5 separate regions of the Mus musculus genome follow, and regions 2, 3, 4 and 5 are each linked to region 1. Evidence: chromatin contacts called from public Hi-C and HiChIP or PLAC-seq data. All regions are on one chromosome and are shown on one strand. The core of a region is the stretch at or near the end of the contact, and the rest is flanking DNA. Distances in the headings are between cores, read along the strand shown. Region 1 has its middle 60 kb from the start of 4930449C09Rik. Region 2 overlaps Pvt1 (Pvt1 oncogene). Region 3 overlaps Pvt1 (Pvt1 oncogene). Region 4 overlaps Pvt1 (Pvt1 oncogene). Region 5 has its middle 210 kb from the start of Gm41333.

Region 1 (2,916 bases), core at 230-2,729:
AAACAGTGACAGAATAGAGAGCAAATGTCAGCACCATCTGACCCCAGTCCAGTCCTGTTTCCACGGAGTACAAGATATGAAGTATCTTCTCGGGGAGAGGTTTCTTGGTTGAACTTGAATTTCTTTGGGTTTAGAACTCTGGTCATCAGTCTTGGCACCAAGGGTCCTTACCTACTGACCCATCTTACCATCCCTTGAATCTAAAATAAGCCAAAATAATTTCACAGCAAAAGCATGTCCCATGCAGCATCAAGACAGATGTGTTTGTTATATTATACATGTGATTATTTTTTCCTTTTTTTATCATTTCCAAATCTTTTTAATTAGGTATTTTCTTCATTTACATTTCATATGCTATCCCAAAAGTCCCCCATACCCTTCCTCCCACTCCCTTACCCACCCACTCCCACTTCTTGGCCCCTGTGCTGGGGCATATAAATTTTGCAAGACCAAGGGGTCTCTCTTCCCAATGATGGCCGACTAGGCCATCTTCTGCTACGTATGCAGCTAGAGACAAGAGCTCCGGGGGTACTGGTTAGTTCATATTGTTGTTCCTCACATTTAACTGCATATCCTGGAGGAACAGGCAGCCAGAACCGTGTGAGATAGAGCCACATAGGTGAAAGGCAAAAACATCTTGTTTGGTGGTCAGCTCTAGTGGGGGTAGTACTACTACCACTGACCTAGATAGGGCAGGTGCAGCACTAAGACCTGGCATCTGATCCAGCCCAGCCCTGCAATGGGACTCACAGGACCATCATCTTTTAAAGCCTCCGTATCTAACTTCTAGGATGGTGACTGATGTCAATCAGTTATTGGGGCCCAGAGACATGACACCCAGCCACCACATTCTTGAAGTGACAAAGTGTTAGAAACAAGATCTGAGTAAGCCCAGTTAGCCTCTGTCTTTCGGCAGAGTCAACTTCATAAGGTTCCTCTGGGGACTCTTCATCATGATACCTGGTATCCATTCCACAAGGAGATGGAAAGCCATGGCTTTGTGCTAATTCCTGAAACGGCTTCCTGACACCATGCTGCAAGAAGGAGGTGTCCACAGGAGCAGAAGACGACTAGCCCATGTTGCCTTTCATTGCATCTAGAGTATCTAGGTGGCATGAGGCTTTCCTGTCAGGGCCCTGCCCCTTCTCCGGTCCCTCTGGATAGTTAACCCCTGGACATAAGCTTGAATAACCTGTGACCTCACATGTGGTCCACTCCAAGGACCACTTTTGGCTCCATCTCTCTTGGGACCTAGCCAGAAGTGGTTTGTGGAAAGACAAGAGGGTTGGACAAGTGTGAATGGAGGCCGCCCTCCAATGGTCACACCCGAGCCCACCCCCACCCCAGCCTCAATTCAGTTAAAGATTGCAGGAAGTGGTTTGTCCGTTTAGAAGTCATCGCAGCCCTGAGGCCCTTCTGAGAAATGAACTTGCAGTTCTCTAAAGATAGATTGTGCAAAACAGAAGGGGGTAAGCCCCCAAGGACCCTCCAACAGCAGCTCTCTGGAGACTGTAGAAATCGCCTTGGGGGCCTCCAGGCCCACCCCACTCCTTTAGAGCAGCTGTCATCCCCGAATGGTCCAAATCAACACCTCACTCTTGTGCAAAGCTCAGGTTTCTGAATATCTAGCTAGCCAATTTTGTTCTGAGGAGGCGGCAGCGGCTTTTAAAGGGGGGCAGGGGTGGGGAGTAGTTGAAGACTGTGGGGGGAGGGTTCTCAGTTGTTCCTGTCACTCATTTTCCATGCATTCCAACTGTAATTTCAAACGACCTCTGGGTTGTCTGAAACCATGTGATTTGACACGAGGTTAACCGAGAGTTTAGGCCCCGCGCCAAACATCACGGTTTTCACACCCAAAACAGGTGATGGGATCCAGGAGAGTGAGGTGAAGTGAAGGAGGAGACATAGCCCCCTGATAGAGAGATTAATGAGGAAGTAAGTGTTTGGTTTAGCCTGTATGTAGTGTGAGAATACAGAGGCGATTCGCTCAGAAATTGAAATTTTCTAGCAATCAGATAGGGCTGGCCTTGTCATATTGCTATCTTATTGTGGACAATGAGTTATTAGGTAGTTGCTTCTAGAAAGGGGGTAAATATATCAAGAAAGCTAAAAAGGCTGGCGCCAGCCATGTTCCCGGTCTATTATTTTAACCCCTCTGCTCAAAACTGTTCCTCTTCTTAAAAGTCCCTCTGTGTTTCTTCCTGGATTGTGAGTTTTCTCAGTGCTGGGTATACAGAGCTCAGTGCCTAGGGTGGGAGTAGAGAAACGATGGACAGAGATTATTTACTGATTGCAAAGCATGAGTCTGCAAAGGAGTCTTCAAAGTTGCCTGGAGAGCAGGGAACTGGGAATTTGAACCTTCTGGAGTAGACGGCAGCTGAGCTAGGTTTAGAAAGGCAAATTCACCAGGCAAAGTGGATAAGGCTGCTTCTACTGTAAGCATCCAACCCACCAAAAGGCCTAACATAGTCCAAATGAGCTCTGTAGTTACTCGGAAGCAAAGAATGTGGGCCACACTGGGATCGGAGACACCTAAAGCATTTGGCAATGAGATTCCAGTGGACAAAGATCTAACTCCGAGTTCCCCATACCCAAGTAGGCTGTGTGAATCCACCCAGAACCCTGTGGGAAGCAGACACCATGCTGGGTTCTTGGGAGCTTGAGTCCCACCAATCAAATTCCTTCGGCCAAAGCATCAGCATCATTGACCACCCTGCCCCCTGGAGTTCATGACTATTTACTCCATCTTGCCCATCCCAAAGCCCAACCCCAAGCAACCACCTGAAACCACAGGACATGCTGTAAATCTCAGCTGCCTCCTATCTGCCTCCTGCCTACCTCCCAAGGTACCAGCCATTGAAGCCTACAGCTGCTCCAGCTCACTCAGCCCTGACAGTTCATACCCTCAGACACCCC
Region 2 (2,916 bases), core at 216-2,715, 1.5 Mb before region 1:
CGTTTATGCTATAGCAGGTTCAGCTGACTTCCTTGTTCAACAAATATATGATTACATTACATTCTGTCCATCCAATCATCATCTAATCACATGAGGAACGTTTTGCTTATGCTATTTCATGAATAGTGTGCTGGGGGAACAAAGATAGACCATGTATGACTCTAATGGCCTAGGACTTAGGCACACACTGCAACAAACATGAAGATCTGAACCTTTTTCATAGCTCCTGCTCATTAGTCATAGTTGTGAGCCTTGAATCCCATACTCTTGTCGATGCATTGTTTCCTCATCTATAGGGATGTTACCTGCCTTACTAGAGCTTTTATGTGATAACACAGAGCCTTGAGAATCCATCATTAAAAACAAAACAAAACAAAAACCCAAATAAACAAAGTAAAAAAACAAACAAAACAAAACAAAAACAAATAAAAAACTACCCTCGTTGGCCTGTAACTTTCCATCTAACCCAGGCTAGCCTGAATTACTAATCGTCATATCTCAGTTGCCTGAATGCTGGGGTTACAGGCCTGGGCCACCACAGATGGGTCATGAGATCCTGCATCTTACATGCTGAATTTTTCTCTGAGGCAGGTATCAGTGTGTAGGTTAATAAGCAGGATGCTTACTCTGGAGTACATTGGGATCAACAATTGTGAAACGCATGGAAGGAATCAGGATTGGAAGGAGCCATCAAGCTGTGAAGGTGTCTGAGCATAGCATAGCCTCAGAGAGAGCTCTGCATAGACCACACTAGAATGCTCTTTGAGAACTGTCCTGAATTGTGGTGGCATGACGGTTGATCAGTGACAATGTAGCTTTGCCTGGAAGGATACTTGAGTCTGACCCTGTTCAGCTAAAGTTGTCTCCAAAGAAGCTGGCAGCTGAGTGTCAGTTGGTTGTACCAAGCAACTGTTTTTAATGATGGATGCATGGTACCTAGCACAAAATAAGCAATCAGTATTTAGGGAATGTTTTCACCCAAGCACTATTCATTCAGCAAGTGGTTACTATTTGGACAATGTTCTACTACTGAGCTCCTTATACGAGTCGTGCACCATGGCTACAAATAGGAAGTTTATAATATGAGGTAGGTTCAACACTGGCTTCCTGGAAGAGTAGACCTGGAGATGTGACTTCCTGGATCATGGGCCCTGGGACTCGGTATTTCCTTGTCTTTCTAGAAGATCATTTCTTGAGATGAGGTGCGAGGTGTCTCAGGGGTGGGACTCTCCATCACGGCCCACCTGATGGTGCACCTGTGCACCACGGGAAACTCCCTGCTAAACTTACATTAACTGTTTGAATTCCCAGTAGCTTGGAACTTCCCCAGGGGTCCCATTGGCTCTGTGACTTTCCATCACTTAAGTAATTGGAGGATGGAGCCGAATGGAAATAATCTATACGCTTTCTTCTGTGAGTCACCAAAAACTACAGCCCAGAGTGTGTGTAACTGCTTGACTTACTTTTCCTGTATGCAAATGAGCTGTCATTACAGTTCAGTAAGTAGAGACTCTACAGAGTGAACATGAGACCATTATAGTTTCTATTTGAAAAAGACAGAGATAGCTTGGTACAACTGTCTGCCTTGGCAAGAGCCCTTGGTAGAAAGTGCTTTTGGGTTGGGACCTTACAACTCTTTGGGAAGTGTTTGTTGGTACACTCTGGCCCCATTTTCCAGCTCTTGCCTTGACCAAGACATAGCAGGAAGTAGATGATCTCTAGTGTGGGGTAGGTTGTTTTTATCTCCACAAGTCACCCAGGTGATCAGAGAAGCTTTCCGGAAAGCAATGGCTTTGATGTTCTGGGTGACAAGCTGTGAGTGTGCGGCAGGAAAGGAGGGTTTTGAGGTTGGAGAAATGAAACTACTTTGGGTGGTGACTTCATCACTTGACACCCCTATGGTAGGAAGGTTCTTATAAAAGAAAGGTGAATGCAAGGGTAGGTATGAAAAGGAAAGTTTGAGGTGGACAACAGTGAGATGACGGGCTTCTCATGGTTCAGGGAAATCTACCGGCACCATCGACCTTCTAGGACCCTTCTTCCTCCCACACTTCACCGAATCCTCAGTTTCACCAGTGACCATGTTTACACCTGTTATCTGCTCCATTCTTCGCACATGATGTTACCCTGACCCCATGTGTGCCTACTGCTCAGGGAGCTTGGCTTAGAAACCAGAGTTCTTGGGACAAATAGCCTTTCTCCATAGAATCATAGTGGCCCTCACTGACCTGAGAGCATCCCGTCTTCCAGTTCCCAGTTTGTAGAAGCTATACCTTCCCCTACCCCTCCGAGCTTCTCCTCTGTGGAGCCCCAATGTTCTGTTCATGGCTCTTCTGAGCCTTGGCTTCTTAAGCCCTAACTGGGACTGATAGCAGTCCCTGCCATTCTCTTTAGGTCACCGCTGTGCAGAGGAAAGGCTTCACACACTGCCTGAGTTGCATTTCTTGAGGGTGTTTTTCCTCGATGGCTTTTTTTTTTTTTTTTTAGCTGTGCTGGGGAGTCAAGGATATATGACCTCACCAATTAGTGATCAAATCTTTGACACCCTTAGGTGTTACCCAGGATACTAGTTTAGCCATTTGGAACCAGGTGTGTCTAACCTGTGGCCAATAGGCCACTTGAGTCTTACGATAGCTGTTAATGCAGTTCACTACTTTCATAGATGACACTATCATATCGCAATAGCAAAAGGTTGGACAGCTCTGTAAGATTTAGCCCATCTATCTTCTGAAAACAGGAATATGTGCAAGGAATGAGTGACTGCTGTGTGCCAGGGAAGAAACATGATGCTGCGTGGGACTGATTACTGCTTCGTGCTCAGTGCTGGCTCACACAGTAATGTGTTCATTTCTTTGGTGTTTTGTTGTTGTTGTTGTTATTGGTTTTTATTTGCTTGTTTTTGTTTTTTGTTTTTGT
Region 3 (2,916 bases), core at 242-2,741, 1.5 Mb before region 1:
GTGACCAAAGGCAGAGGGGCGATCTTTATCATGTTGAAGACGGCATGCCATTTCTCTTTGAATTCAAATATGTGTGTGTTATCCTGGTGAGCATGCTCCAACTCAGTCTTTCTAACTTACAAGGTTTTGACAGTCAAAGTAGACTCTGGCAAGAACCCTAGTATAATAAGACATGATTTTAGAAAAATCATCACTATTTCCAAGGCTGGGCAGCAAGGATTTCTTTTGACTGCTGGATAGATTGACAGGAATTCAAAAAGAGACTGTAGTTCCACTAAGCTAATGTTCTAAGCACACGTGGAAGCAGGGGAGATGTCATTGGACTTACTGTTGACCCAGCTTCCCAGTTTGTGACTACTGTATGCCTTGTATGTCCTGGCTCAAATTGGTGTATCCATGGCAGGGACTTGAGTTGATTATTTTTACCCCGCAGACAGGGTAGTGCTGACCTCGAACTCTCAATCCTTTTCCCCAAGTGTCTGGATTACAAATGTTTGTCTACACACCCAAACAAATTTTAATGATACAAGAATTATCCCCGTGGCCATTGGAGTCCATTGTTAGGACGCTGTTCCTCCAATGTATCGCCACATATCAACTCTCTATGATATGAACCAGGAGGGCTGTTCAAATTGCATCTCTTCTCAGTTAATGCCGGGCTGGTCTGCACTGTATCCCTCCCAAGACTTGTAGCCAGATAGGACTGCAAGGCGGCAGCGGGTTTGTTCATTCGGTTTCTGTTTTACAAACTGAAGTTGACAACATCCCCGGCACTTGCGTGGTGAGTCATCTGATAAAGGTCGCCTTGGTCGCTGGTTACCTTCTCTACTCAAGAATAGAGTCACAGGTGGCTTTGATGGCTAGTTTCCAGAACCATTGATGGCTCTTCTTAATTAACGTGCAAGTGGGCCTCCTCTGACATTTAGAGAGTCAGTGGTTACCTTTCAGAAAGTACTACTGGGTTTCCTCTGGGCCAGGCGCCTTGCCTTCCACCTGTGGTTTTACAAGGTATTACCATGGACTGTTCTGAGCCACGCACTGCACCTAGGCCAGAGAGGTGTGAGGGAAGCCGGGCTACAGCCACACTGCCTTTCATTAGCTCACTGGCTCTCATGTCCAAAGTAGAAACAAGGTCCAGCTCTGAGAGGGTTTTGTCTGCCATGCTGACTCTAGAAACGTGCTCAAAAGAGAGATAGACCACTTCTTTGTCCCCCTTTCTACCCTGCTTTGTTACGAAATGCAGATAATCATTGCCCTTTAAGTACAAGATTGTTCTTAACATTATCCCTGGCTTACACATTGCTGGCACATACTGAGGTTTCCATAATTACCTATGCACCTAAGCATTCAAGTGCGTTGCCTTGGAGTTAGGATTTCTTTCTTTCTTGCTTGCTTTTTTTTCCCCCCATTCTGTTTTACTGGTATGACTCATTCACTCATTTGACTCCATTCAGTAAATGAATACATCCTGAGACTCTGTTAAACACTAGAGTCCTTCCAATGAGCAGCCCTGTTTACCCTTTCAGACTTCTGGGAAATGTGGAGGCGATGATCAGTGGAGAGCCAGCTGGTCCTGAAACCTTCAGGAAAGCATCTGGGCCTGAAAGCAATATTACATTGTATTCGTAAGGTGAAAAGCGCTATCTTTTCCACCCATGCCTCCCAAGGCTGAGTGTACTACCATCTAAACCAACAGGCTTCATATACAGAATGTGACTAGGTTTTCTCTAGGAGGTTGTCTTCTTTAAGCAACATATTAAAGCTCTTGAACAAGAGCCAGACACGTGGTACACACCTGTAATCCCAGCACTTGGGAGGCAGAGGCACTCAGAGCTCTGAGCTTGAGGCCAGTCTGGTCTAAAGAGAGAATTCTAGGACAGCCAGGGCTACATGGTGAGACTCTATTTAGAAGAAGAAAAATGTTCTTTATCAAGTTCACATTTTAGAATCTTTCTGATTGGTGCTGAATACTGACCCCCCTCCACCTGATTTAGAATTGCCCAAGAAGTTCATTATTTTGTGATATCCTCAGACTCTCATTAGTGCTAGAAGATGACTAATTTGAAGTGGGGAAGTGTTTTCTGAAGTGTCCCTCTCTGCAACTCTGCCCTTAATGTCAAATCAAGCAGTTATTTCTGATAAGTTCTTTAGCTTCTCTGAAGCAGCCCAGCTATGGCTGGTTGTGGGTGGCGCTGATAATGACTGAACAGACAACACAAATGAGGTGGGGTTGGCCTTTTCAGCCATTTTACAGGAATGAGGGGGTTGGGTAGTGGCTCCATTAGTAAAACGCTTGCTTTACTGTGTAAGCAACTAAGGGCTGGGAGGTGGAACTCTTAAAGGCTTGCTGGCCAGCCAGTTTAATCAAACCAATGAACTCTAGATTCAATGAGAGACTCTATCGTAATAAGTAAGACAGAAAGAAATTGAGAAACCACCCGATAGTAACCTGGGGCCTCCCCAAACACAGGAGCACATGTCATACACACACATGAACACATACACCGCAAACTGAAAAAAGGATCCATTTTTCTTTAATACTCAATGCAATAAGAAAGCTTTGAGAATGTTTAGAGATTTCTATGACCACTGAAAATATAGTTCTAGAAAGACAGAGATGACCAAGAGAGACAGGAACCTGGGCAGTACAGCTGCTATTTGAATGCTTTGTTCTTCTCAGGGTATTTTGCCCTGAATGTTCTTTCTGGATTTTGAGCACTTGAGCTCTTGGCATGCCAGCAGTTGGGCCTTCTGGAAAGATCATAGACTCTGAAAACTGTCTAAGAATCTGATAGCCATCAATACATTTCCAGCAACATTCCCTTGTTATAATTAATTGACCATGTGAGTTTCAGTCTTCAAATCCAATGAAGAAAGGGAAGAGTGGAGTGTTTAGTTAGAATGACTGTAGATGCT
Region 4 (2,916 bases), core at 313-2,812, 1.4 Mb before region 1:
AGCCCTCTGTCACACCCTGAGCTCCTGCCCTATCTCTGGCCCCACCTGGTCCCCTTGCTGACACCCGTGCGGTGGGCCTGAGGAAAACTTTCATGTAGCCGGCATGACTGCTCCTTGATCTCTTTTCCCCTGTGTAAAAATTCATGGAAGAGTGCACCTGAGTCTCCTTCACTCTCTGCAGTTGCAGGAGGCCTAGATAATAGCTTCCATAACTCCTCAGTGTGACTATCAAACATACAGCTTAATCTCAAATATGGACGTTGTCTGACAGGTCCATTCCTATTCCACTCTGCCGTGGGATAAGCTGAGGTCCCCAATGACATCAAGGTCACATGACAGTAGTAAAAGAGACTGAAATTAGAACCAGCCATCCACCCTGACCCATCTTAGTCCTTTTTTCCATAAGTGGCCCACCCACAACACTAAATTTATTTCTCCTTTCTTACTTTCCTCACTTTCAAGTGGACCAAAGAGAGATTCTACAAATGTGATAACTCAGGATGGTTTTGAGTCTGTTATTAATTAACCGCATCTTGTATCCTTCATGTATCTGAAGGATATCTGAAAGATGTCTTAGGTACGGCCACCCTAAGGAGCTGAAGTAGCTCCTAGAGATTGCCTAGCGAAGGGCTGGGTAACTTCTCTCTTCAGTTTTATTAGCTGTGGTTATTGAATTGGGACATCTTTATAAAATGAAATGCTATATAGCTATTTAAAAGAGTCAGCTGGAAAGAAAAGTATATGACTTATGCACATATTAATTAGTTGAATTTAGACTTCTACAATGTGCATATATATATAAAATATGCCATATTATATATACCATATACCAATTATATATACCATAAATATGTGTAATTTTTATTTGTCAATTAAAATTGTTCAATTGTAGTTACTAATGGATCTTGGAGGCAATGCAGAACATGGTTGAAATAATCACTCTAAAGAATAGCACCAATCTTAGCCATGATGACTTGGCTTTTTTAAAGGAGGGTATAAAATAGCAGAGTGTGAGGTTCACTTCCATCTCCTCCTTAACACACAGCCACGGTCCCCCACATCAGCCATTCAATCTACTGCAGACACGGTACCCCTGTCATGTTCTGTTATCTCTGTCTCTTCGCTGACCTGTCAGTCTTTCATGAAGTCTAGTCTAGCACTGCTTACAGATACAGTGAGATTACCAGGGCCAAGCCAGAATGGACATGTAATGGATTGTCCAGGGATACGAATGAATGAACAAATGAATGAACGAATGAATGAATCAATAGAGAAGAGAGAATTTTCCCGCAATTTCTTTCTACCTTCTACTCCTTGAGTGCATGAAGCCAGTATCTAAGTCCCACTCTCCTCTCTCCCTCTTCTGGTCCCATCCCTGCCCCCTTCCTCTCCTTGAGTATCTTGACTCAACAAGGCTTCCTCATCCTTCCCAGGCTTCAGAGAAATCAGGAGCGGTGAATGATCGAAATGGACCTTTGAGATTACAGTGTGGAGCTGACATTGCCAGTTAAGCCTGGGCAGATCTGACTTAATTGATTTAGTTGTTGGAGCAGAGACAACCCAGAGGCTTGGATCAGCCTCCCCATCTGACAGTGTGCTGGTGAGTCAGATCTGTTGGGGTTTGAGTCTGTGCTCTGGGTACGGCTGCCTGGGTGACCTTGGCTGTGTTACTCACCCTTGTTGAATCTCAATTTCCTGATCTGCAAAAGAAGACTTAAGTGCGGCTTTGGAGGTCCTGGTGAGGATGAGCCTTGATAACGCTGGTGCAAATGCCCTTTAGAGACAGCAGGAGGGTGAAAGTGCTTATTGTGTGTAGAGTAGAGGAGGTTGCTGTCATTTCTCAGGGAGGAATCCCAAGGCCAGGTCAGAAGAGGTTATAATTTGACTCTTGTTCTGTTCGATGCACTTCTCAAACTGCCCAGGGTTTGCAGCTTAAGCGCATAAATTATCCTGCTCCAGCAGACCCTGTGTTCTGTAGTGAGCCATATGTTGGAGGAGATAGAGATCCTTATCTAGCAGAGTAATATTACCCAGCAAGGGATGACATTTCTTATCAGAGGCTGAGGAGTCAGAGATAGGAGCTTTTCTTTTCAATGGCTGCCAGACCTCTATGTCCTGGGCTGGCACGGTGGGTGGTGGGAAGGGCTTGATGCCTAGGAGTGGACAGCTGATGCTGTTGCAGGCATCAGCTGGCCTTCATCTCTTATGACAACCAGGCCTGCTAGGCTTGCCTTGTCAGAAGTGGGTCCTTTAGAGATTTTTGCATGTGGATGCTCTGATAGCGACTAGGCAGAGGGGAGTGAGAAAGGAAGAGGGGAACCTCATAATGGTGCAGGCCAACATTGGGTGGAGGCGGAGCCCCAGCCTGTGTCAGGCTCCCCTTTCTAGGAGCACAGGCAATCCCCTGCTGCATGGACAAAGCCTGGCTTTCTATGCAATGGCTCTGTAGGGTAGGGTATCTCTGTTCCTACTAAAACCAAGCTGTTGGAACGCTTCTATGCTCCTCCCAAGTCAGCTTCCTAGAGGCTCTGTGCCTTGTGCTCTGTCCTGGAAGTTGAGTTGTATGGATGCATCCACAGGGTGACTGAACTGTGAAATGCTCAGCTTCTATCGGGAGGACAGACCTGGAGTTTGTTCTCCCTCTGACACACTGCTGGTACTTTCCTAATTCAGACAGTATCTACACAGAAGGTCTACACAGAACGTGCCATCCCTGTGTTACTTGCCAAGTGGTCCCCTTAAAGCCTCAGTTTCTTTGTCTATAGCAGGATGAAGTGATGTCAGATCTTTCTATCTCTCCCATGACTAGTTTTGAGGGTCTCAATTTCAAGGCCATGGCTTTCTGAAGGAAAAGAGTTTATGCAGACCCCGAGACCTGTTCTGAGGAAAAGCTCACTGCAGATGGGGTACCATCAT
Region 5 (2,916 bases), core at 109-2,608, 1.2 Mb before region 1:
AAAGAAGACTCAAGCATTGTCCTCTCTCTGGCCACAATACATGCTGAGGCATGGGACTATCAGTATTACACTCACATATGTTGGTCCCCTTTGCTGGCTGTAAGTCATCTCTATATTGTAAGCACACTGAATGATTCAACAAAGCAATCCCACAGACGCTATTTCTTATTTGAGTTAAGGTGCCTTTCACCTTAAAGCCATTAGTAAGCTTTTTGTGAAATCCCAGAGAAGGTCATATCCCTTTCAAATAAGCTTTTATTTTCACAGTATGCTGGGAGCAGGGAGCTGTGTGGGCCTGGCTATTGGGCAATGTTCAAACAGAAAGCTTCTGTGATGGATGGGCTGGAGATTGCCATCAAGTACAAGGAGTTGATAAACCAGTATTTTTACAGAAGCAAATACAAACTGTGGTTATCCAAGCAGATACATCCTGGTATTCCTTACTGTGTCTTCAACAGGACTTCCTTGGTGACTTTTTTTTTTCTTTTTGTCTTCTTAGAAATCACACACACACACACACACACACACACACACACACACACACACACACACAATTCTCCTGCCTTCAATTGTGGATTTCAGATTCAGAGGTTTGGGCTCAGAGCTGTGGCTCGCACAAATGCTGGATCCAAGACAGAGCTCTGTCTTTCTCATTGCTGAGCATAGTGCAAATTCAGTACAGAAGAGATTTGGGAGTCTGGGGGGAAGAAGATTCAAATCCTGACATTACCATCACAACTTCACACCAAGTTGCTCTGTTCTTTGGGGCCTTAGTTACCACCTTTTTGAACAGTCTCTTTTCCCAACCAGGATTTTGTAAAGAACTGAGAGCCATAAAAGGGGTTAATAAACAGACACTGGCATCTAATTAAAACCTAGTAAGTATAGGGTTCTTTTTGTCCCAGGCCTTGGGGAAGTTGAAGCAGAAAAGAAATGGGGAGAAAGTCTTTACTGAGGTTGCTCAAAGCTGCTGAGAGAGGACTTTTCATAGAAGCTGCTTTCTTTGTAACTATATATTTTTACCTTTTTTGGACGGAGATGTGGGCCAGTATTTCTTCTGTCTAGCTTTCCTTCTCCTCTTGCTCAGGTGTCTGAAACCACCAATTGTTCTTTTAATGAATGGGGTCACAGTGAGTCCCCTTACCACCACAGTGCTTCCTAAGGGCCCACCTCCATTTGTACCTAAACTTGACCTTCCTCTTGCTATTGCTCTTCAGTGACCAATTTCTAAATTCCAGGAACTCGGGGCTGTACTCTAAAGAGCAGCTTTTCTCACTTCTGGCTCTGGGCTTTGACCCACACAACACATCCTGTTAGAAAAAAAAAGTACCAAAAATGGTAATGACAGAGGCATGCACCTCCCCCTGTCTCCTCCCCCTGTCTCCTCCCCCATCCTGATAGTACCTCCAGGAGGTTGAACCTGTGAGGAGGGAGGCTTGCTATCTTTTCATGTGCTGTGAGGATCCTGTGTCTGTTTCTTTGCATTATGAATGCAATGCACATTGTACAAAAGTAAACTACTATGAGTAAAAGGTCTCTATCCCAGTCCTATCCTCAACCCCTGAATTCTGCCCCTGAGAATCAACCTGCTGTTGCACATTTATTGTGTCTGTCTATGGGATTCAATGTGTACATATTTGGTGGCATTTTGTTACTCAAAGTGTGGCATGGTGTCGCACCCGCCTCGTTCTATTGAGAGCACCATGCTCCATTAATCATTTTCCCATACCTCCCTCTTTCTAAACCAAGGGATAATCCTTAGGCATATGAACCTCTGGTTCATTCAAGGAGTTAGCTGAAGGGCATTAAAATTGCTTGAAAAGAAAAAAAAAGAGCAAATAAGCAAGACTGTAGCTCAGTGGCAGTGCTTGCCCAGCATACAGGTTAGCTCCTAGTTCCCTTCTCAGTACTGGGTTCAGCTCCCAGTACTGTCAAAAGACAGGGAGGTGGGGAAGAAAATGGAGAAGCAGTTAATACCCCTGATACCTATGTCCCTACATAATTTCCTTGGATTTAATTCTACATCCAGTGAGAAAATGGGAGGTTTGGAGGCATTGTGTTGTGATTCAAGTACACAAACACCTGGAATTCCTGGAATGTTCCTGCCTGTGTCTCTTGTCATTTTTGTAGAACTCTCCTTTGAAGATTGGGTGCAGAGGTCACTTCCTCTAGTCTTAAACCGTTCTAAACCAGCTCCAGCTGGGGAAATTCACTACTCACTTCTTGAGTATCAATGGTGGTTTCCAAGCTGCAGCTGTGCAAGCACCTCTTCCTCCACCGAGAGACTTGTGAACCCAGATTTCTGAACTACAACCTCTACTCCACCCCCACACACCCCCTTCCAGCCTCACCCCTCCAGAACTTACTACTCTAGAATTCTTAGTGAGCTCTGAGCATGTGCCTTCCTAGCAAGGGCCTGGTGGTGCCCCATCACTTGTCAGAAGCACACTTGGAGAGCCAGTTGCCTCCCTTGTGCCCTCTGCTGAGTTAAGCTTCCTCCCTACCACACCTCAAACATAGGGCATGGATTGGTTCTTTGAAATGCTCAACCACCCTTTCTTTCTTTTTAGTCCAACATCCATGTGAAGGCTGGGGTGATTAGCCCACATTTTCCCTTCATGATTTGGCAGAATTCCCAAAAACACTGTAGTAGTTGTGTGTATGTGTGTATGTGTGTGTGTGTGCGTGCGTGCGTGTGTGTGTGTGTGTGTGAAATGAATAAATGTGTTGAAATAACTTATTGCATTTCTGATAGTGTACCTTTAGGGACTTATGTGTCTTCCATGTCCAGTGCTACCAGCTTTGCTTTGTTGGTCTGCTCTGTAACTGGTACTCTAAATTTTACCTCCACCTCTTGTTTAGTTATTATCTCTGTGGCAGGAGAGGTGATGTTATAATAAAATGTGACTATAAATG

What was found. HiChIP or PLAC-seq counts read pairs in DNA pulled down with a chosen protein or histone mark. Hi-C and Micro-C count contacts between places; a contact is called where the count stands out from the background.
Region 2: a contact with region 1 is called in a RAD21 HiChIP or PLAC-seq map of pro-B cells, with 13 times the contacts expected there. The contact joins two enhancer-like sites. A contact is called at or near these places in 3 of 15 datasets of contacts at CTCF or cohesin (the G1E-ER4 cell line, large pre-B cells and pro-B cells), 8 of 484 Hi-C or Micro-C datasets (the G1E-ER4 cell line, cerebellum, embryonic fibroblasts and 2 more), 9 of 115 datasets of contacts at active chromatin or transcription factors (CD8 T cells, T-cell acute lymphoblastic leukemia, acute myeloid leukemia and 6 more) and 1 of 9 other capture datasets (embryonic stem cells).
Region 3: a contact with region 1 is called in a BATF HiChIP or PLAC-seq map of CD8 T cells, with 5 read pairs. The contact joins two enhancer-like sites. A contact is called at or near these places in 1 of 15 datasets of contacts at CTCF or cohesin (the NIH/3T3 cell line), 4 of 484 Hi-C or Micro-C datasets (the G1E-ER4 cell line, Th1 cells, Th2 cells and 1 more) and 4 of 115 datasets of contacts at active chromatin or transcription factors (CD8 T cells, embryonic stem cells, large pre-B cells and 1 more).
Region 4: a contact with region 1 is called in a Hi-C map of the G1E-ER4 cell line, with 6 times the contacts expected there. The contact joins two enhancer-like sites. A contact is called at or near these places in 9 of 484 Hi-C or Micro-C datasets (the G1E-ER4 cell line, the N1E-115 cell line, bone marrow-derived macrophages and 3 more) and 5 of 115 datasets of contacts at active chromatin or transcription factors (acute myeloid leukemia, embryonic stem cells, large pre-B cells and 2 more).
Region 5: a contact with region 1 is called in a Hi-C map of Th1 cells, with 4 times the contacts expected there. The contact joins two enhancer-like sites. A contact is called at or near these places in 3 of 484 Hi-C or Micro-C datasets (the N1E-115 cell line, Th1 cells and bone marrow-derived macrophages) and 4 of 115 datasets of contacts at active chromatin or transcription factors (T-cell acute lymphoblastic leukemia, acute myeloid leukemia, embryonic stem cells and 1 more).

Annotation. Positions count from the first base shown.
Region 1 is chr15:63,656,717-63,659,632 of GRCm38.p6, forward strand. No RefSeq gene overlaps it. Among named protein-coding and RNA genes, the nearest start is that of 4930449C09Rik, 60 kb to the right of the region's middle. Within about 2 kb of position 1,480, at least 58 of the 459 cell types and tissues checked have an H3K27ac peak or open chromatin away from gene starts, as enhancers often do. A contact at or near this core is called in CD8 T cells, the G1E-ER4 cell line, Th1 cells and 3 more, where this site is marked.
Region 2 is chr15:62,168,021-62,170,936 of GRCm38.p6, forward strand. The region is part of intron 1 of Pvt1 (Pvt1 oncogene); the gene reads left to right. Among named protein-coding and RNA genes, the nearest start is that of Pvt1, 130 kb to the left of the region's middle. Within about 2 kb of position 1,466, at least 65 of the 459 cell types and tissues checked have an H3K27ac peak or open chromatin away from gene starts, as enhancers often do. A contact at or near this core is called in CD8 T cells, memory CD8 T cells and pro-B cells, where this site is marked.
Region 3 is chr15:62,188,985-62,191,900 of GRCm38.p6, forward strand. All of the region lies in intron 2 of Pvt1 (Pvt1 oncogene), which reads left to right. Among named protein-coding and RNA genes, the nearest start is that of Pvt1, 150 kb to the left of the region's middle. Within about 2 kb of position 1,492, at least 53 of the 459 cell types and tissues checked have an H3K27ac peak or open chromatin away from gene starts, as enhancers often do. A contact at or near this core is called in CD8 T cells, the G1E-ER4 cell line, Th1 cells and 1 more, where this site is marked.
Region 4 is chr15:62,221,304-62,224,219 of GRCm38.p6, forward strand. The region is part of intron 2 of Pvt1 (Pvt1 oncogene); the gene reads left to right. Among named protein-coding and RNA genes, the nearest start is that of Pvt1, 180 kb to the left of the region's middle. Within about 2 kb of position 1,563, at least 62 of the 459 cell types and tissues checked have an H3K27ac peak or open chromatin away from gene starts, as enhancers often do. A contact at or near this core is called in the G1E-ER4 cell line, where this site is marked.
Region 5 is chr15:62,455,938-62,458,853 of GRCm38.p6, forward strand. No RefSeq gene overlaps it. Among named protein-coding and RNA genes, the nearest start is that of Gm41333, 210 kb to the right of the region's middle. Within about 2 kb of position 1,359, at least 34 of the 459 cell types and tissues checked have an H3K27ac peak or open chromatin away from gene starts, as enhancers often do. A contact at or near this core is called in Th1 cells, where this site is marked.